Regions from separate parts of the Muntiacus reevesi genome. Here region 1 is linked to region 2. A link is a contact called in public Hi-C data. All regions are on one chromosome and are shown on one strand. The core of a region is the stretch at or near the end of the contact, and the rest is flanking DNA. Distances in the headings are between cores, read along the strand shown.

Region 1 (2,700 bases), core at 130-2,629, 420 kb after region 2:
AAATCATCATTAAAAGACCTAAGCCCTAGAGTCTCCTTTAAAAACTAAAAACTGGTAAACTTTTAGTCTCCTTTAAATAAGAATATACTTTTTACAGGTAGCTGACTTAGGAGGCAAATGAAAACATACCCACCAGAACGATGGATCCTAACATTAAAAGATAGTAGTTGTGGCTTCCATAATGTAGCTCACCATTCTGCACCCCTCCCTTTCTTTTTTTCTGCCTCTGTTTTTCTGCAGAAAAATGTACTGCATTACTAAGATCTAAATAAACAGAATAAAATAACGGATAAGAGATTTAAACTCTTGTGAATTCGTGGAATCACGAGTAGGGCTTGGAAACCTGGTGACTATTAGTACCCCACACCTAGTAGAAATCTCAGAAACTCCATAAATGTTTGCTGAAAGAAGGTAAGAAGCTCCAAGGCTAGGTTTACACATAGCATGCCAAAGTCAGTATTTAAAACAAAGTCAAGTGTGGAAAAGTAATATACCGCCAGCCAAACCCGAATGCCGTCTGCGGAAGTGAAATCAGGTGTTTGGGCTTTAAGAGGCGGGGCCAGAACAGCGTGCGAGTACCGGCGCTCTACGTGGAATGGCTGACTACAAATCCCACTGTGCCGCGGGAGCCGTCGCCGCGAACTATCGGGGCCGGAGAGCCCCAACGTCCTCCTTGCGTTGCATGATGGGGTTTGCAGTGCGACGTGCGTTGCGGGGAATGGGGGGCTAAGTTTTCTCTCGGGCTTTTCTCCTGAGCGCCTCTTTTTCTCAACCTCCAGAACCGTGTTTTTGAGAAGCTTAGTAATTATGACGGACTTACGATAGTGGAATTCCACTGTTTGCGGTCCTGGGTTGGGATTCTAGCCACTGTCGCCGAGAACCGTGTAGCGACCACCCCGAGCACCCAATTCGATGCCTTAGGACCGCTTGCCTGAGGGTCTTAACTCTAAGTTTGAGTTAACGGCTGTTCAAGTTTGCATAAGTTCACTGAGCCGAACACTAGGTCGAGTTTGACTTTCGGACACCCGATGTCCCTCCTGGGCTGTGCCTCGTGCGCAAACCAAGCGAATGTCCCTCGGCTATCCACCGGGCAGCGAGGGGGCCGCGGAGCCGGGCGACGGCGGCTCGGCAGTGCGCATGCTCGCCGCGCCGGCGCAGGTTTCCGCGGCAGACGAGCAGCTCCGCTGCGGCGTCCGGGGTTTCCAGCAGGGCCGGCGCTCCCGTTCGCGCAGAGTCCTTGGCCTCGGCGGGCACTCGGCGTCCCTGCGCTCCGCGAGTCCCCGGCCGCCGCCCCAGCGCGCCGCGATCTGGCCCTCTGCCCCGCGAAGATGGCTGCCGTACGCCGGGCCCGCAGTTACTGCCGCTGCCTGGTGCGCTTCTCCGACCGAGAACTCTGCTAAGCCCCGCTGCAGCAGACGGCAGGAGTAGACACCGGACTCGCAGCGCACCTCCTCGCGGGGGCGGTGCCGAGGGGGCGCCGAGAGCCCCTCGGCCGCGGCCGGCCGGCCAGCCAGCATGGTAAAGCGCCGAGGGGCTCGGGCGGGCGGCGGACGGGAGGACCCGGGCCTGCGGAGGGGAGTGGGGAGGAGGAACCTTTGAGGGGTGGGGTCTGCAAGGCTACCACCATCCTGGGGTCCTCGTCTGAGGGAGAGGATGGTGGCAGCCTTGCCAGATTCCTGGAGTTACTTCCTGAGGAGCACCCCCGCACCCTTCCCCTCCACCCCACCCCCCAAGCTGGGGGCTCCAGGTTAGCAGAGAGGGATTGCTGGACGGCCGAGAAAAATGCCTCTCTTCGGCCTGCTGAGGACATTGAACCAATCTCTTTCCTTTATTAAAAGCAGCGAGCGTAGATTGAGGTGAGCCGTCGCAGTATCTGAAATCGGGAGGGAGCTTTGGCAAGTGAAGGCACTTGTTGATCGCCGTGTCTCCCCGCAAGAAACCCAAAAACAAAACCTGCCCAGCGAGCCGCCATTCTGGCCTTTTAAGGCGTCTTGAGTTTAGGACGCACCTGCCCCAGGACGCGGCTGTGCCTAGGGCAGGGTTTTGGCCGGCGGTTTGAGGGATTCTGTCGCATTTCACGGCCATGAAAGCCCGAGTGGTCCAAGTGGAGAGACTGAAAAGCTCTAGAAGTTGACAACGCAGGTTCCATGGAGCTATTGCGTGCTGGCAAGGGTACTCTCTGCCCCCTGTTACTTTGCTTTGGCTCCCAATAAATTGTCGATGTGAGAAACTTAACTATGGCCAAGTTGAATCTTCAAGAGCGAAATGATACCAAGCTCATTAGTTTATAGTAGACACCCAAGTGTTTAGGAATGTATGAATGGTTGAATGAGTTTATGAAGTCAATTTGGAGAGTATAAAAACACTAATTAACTCTGCTTCTAAACTTTTAGAGATAGTTCTCTGACCAGGATTAAGCACTTAACTTTGGGTATTAATCCCATCTGTGAAACAGTAAAATGATGAACACATGAGCTACTCTGGTGAAAAGTGGTGTTAAGTCAAACTCAATTATGTAAAACAAACTGAATATCTCTGCATGACAGCCGAAGACCTACTTATTTCAAGTGGTATTTGAGTTGAAAAATGCGGTAAAACCCCAAATTTGTTTTTGTCATACTGTCAAAATCAAAGTCACAGTGGATTAGAGCTCTATTATAACACAACTCGAGGAAGATGAAAGATTCTGTCTATATTATC
Region 2 (2,700 bases), core at 164-2,663:
CAAAAATGGGAAATAGAAGTAGTTAGGGGAGAGCAAGTGTTATCAGAAAAGAAACTCTTTGGGCAAGGTGTGGAGACAGCCACCAATAACTACTTCACATGCCATTACTGGATTGATGTCCTGGGCCCCCTGAGGTTTATGCCTGTTAGTGAAACCCATCAGGGGGATTTGCTCTGACAAGCAGCAGCAAAACTAAAGCCTTTGTCTGTACTGGCAGTAAACCACCCATGACATGGATGCCTTTGGCGTGAAGCTTCCTACTCTATCGCACTCCGTTAAACTGGCTCATTCTCAGAAACAGCTGTTATAAAAATCCGATGCCTGGGCCCCATTTCAAACCCAGTGAATCCAATGTCCAGACATCTGGGTTTTGTTTTTCTTTTTAAGCTCCTTAGCGCTGCCGATAGCTTGTTTTTTCTTTCTTGAAGATGTTTCAAGAACAGTATTACATTTTTTAAGGGATAATAATGTAAACAAGTTTTGTAAAAAGAGTACTGACGGTTTTGACAATTTATCACTGCACTTATTTGCTTTTCTCCTATGACAAATTTTTCTTGGAATATGTATTTCCCCTCATGGGTCTTAACTTTTTATTGCAACTGTAGGTAGTGGATACTAGAGACTCGGAGAATCGACAGGAGCGCCTTGTAGCTCTCCAGTCAACAAATATTGAGTGTCCTGCGGTGAATGTGTAAGATGGATGGGGGATGGGGTGGTCCATCCACCAAGGCCTGTGAAGGAGGATGTAGGAGTACATGTGCTGCGCTTAGTCGCTCAGTCGTGTCCGACTCTTGGCGACCCCAGGGACTGTATGTAGCCCGCCAGGCCCCTCTGTCCATGGGATTCTCCAGGCAAGAATACTGGAGTGGATTGCCATTTCCTTCAGAAAGGTAAAGTAGGAAAAAACTTGAATGCGGTAGTTGGAGGATTAGGCACCAGTCAGTTGCTTTTGTTTATTGAACATCCTTGAACAACAGAAATACAATCATGAATAATTCTCAGTCCCTGGGCCCAGGGAAGCACGGGTTCGGGAGAAGTAACACTTTCAACCGGAACCAACCAGTGACACTTCCGTGTGAACTGGGACAAGAGCCTTTTTCCCACAGGTGGAAGAGCGAGCGGGCGGGGCGAGGTGAGGACTGGGGTGGAGCGAAGGAAGGACCGCCCCTTCCCCTGTAACTGATCTAAGGCCCCGCCCGGAACCCAAGCCCTCAAGGGGAGAACCATCACGTCATCCTACAACCACCTCCTCCCGCCCCGCGTTCTCACGTGACTGCGCGGGGCGGGGCTAGCTCCCCTCGGCCACACTCCCGCGAGAACGTCTAGTCCACGGGCTGCGCACGCGCGGGCCGGGCACGCCTGCGTCTCAGGCCCCGCCCCTCTTCCGCGAGCGCTCGGCGTGTTTGGCGTTACCATGGAGCTGCCGGGCCGCCCAGAACGCCGCTGGTCCCCCTGGCAACGCGGGAGGACCAAACCCGACCCGGGTGGCGGCGGCGGGAGCGGCCGCAATGGTGTCTAACCCAGTGCATGGCCTGCCTTTTCTCCCAGGCACGTCCTTTAAGGACTTAACGGTGAGGACTTCTCCGGCCAACCCCCTGACCCCACCTCCTGGCAGCCTCGGAGGGCTCGCAGCAGGTTGCGTCTCTTCTCGTCGACGCGAGTTTGTCGTTTTCCCCTTCAAACCCTCTTTCTGCCCCCAACTCTGTTCTCCCCACCACCACCACACCCGACCTCACCCTCTTTCCCCAGTTTGCTCCCAGCCCATCCCTCTCTGGTTTTTCCACTCCATCCTGGCAGTCTGTTGGCCTCCCAGCGTTCTTCCTTGCTGCGCTGCTCTTGCTGGTTTTCCCCACCTGGTTCCCGAGCTCCCTCGGCCTTCTCTCTAGCTCATTCTCCCTTCTGCGTACCTCTCCTGCCCAGGTCCATCCTTAAACTCTTCTTCCCTCAACCTGGGCCTCTTCCCCGACTCAACCTCTACACGCCTTCGTCCTTATTTCCACAGCCCGATCCCACCCACTCTCCGCAAGCCCATCATTGCCGCCCGCATTTTTCCTCTTCTGAATCCTAGACCCAGTAATCGCTCCCACTCCCAACTCCATTTCCACCTGTTGGCTTCTTTCTGCCAGGTGCTTTGCCGCGGTCTCATTTATGCTTCTACGAAGCCCTATCTCCTTTTCTGTCCAGCACTTCGACTTTTTCTGCAGTCTTGTTTAATCTTTTTTCCCCCAAATGCTCTTGCTCGTAAAGTTAAATTTTCAACACTTGGCCAACTTCCTCCCAAACCATCCTCAGGTGATTTATGGGAGAAAATTGCGCTTTAGTTCCCTCTGCCACAATTGATGTGTTCTTGTTTTTTCTTCCTCTAGCCCTTTTCCCTTTTAACATTTTTATAAAAAATTGCTGTTTGGATTTTGTTTCACTCCTCCCCTACCTTAAGTGTTTTTAGTTGTATCCTCTAGACAAAACTGAAGAGAAAAAAAAATAGACTTGTGTTTGTTTTTTTTCCCCTCTGACACAGTTTAGCCCTTGACAAAATTATGATTTTAATACTGAAATTTCAGGGTTGCTGAAATATGTGTTGGAAGGTCAGCATTAAGATTCAATAGACTGATTTTCAAAGATGAAACAATAATCATTTATATTTTTGTAGTTTAACAATTTAAACTATAAGTTCCTCTCCTTGGTCATAAAGGTAAGGTA

What was found. A called contact is a pair of places that touch in the nucleus more often than the background predicts.
Region 1: a contact with region 2 is called in a Hi-C map of muscle, with 12 times the contacts expected there. The contact joins the promoter of FBXO9 here to the promoter of EFHC1 in region 2. A contact is called at or near these places in 2 of 3 Hi-C or Micro-C datasets (blood and muscle).

Annotation. Positions count from the first base shown.
Region 1 is chr20:26,365,736-26,368,435 of mMunRee1.1, forward strand. It overlaps FBXO9 (F-box protein 9), which reads left to right and starts at 1,380. Exons shown (of 14, transcript XM_065913184.1): 1 at 1,380-1,518. The coding sequence starts at 1,516. LOC136151782 reads right to left here and starts at 1,122. Exons shown (of 2, transcript XM_065913191.1): 1 at 821-1,122.
Region 2 is chr20:25,943,012-25,945,711 of mMunRee1.1, forward strand. It overlaps EFHC1 (EF-hand domain containing 1), which reads left to right and starts at 1,414. Exons shown (of 11, transcript XM_065912098.1): 1 at 1,414-1,571. The coding sequence starts at 1,509.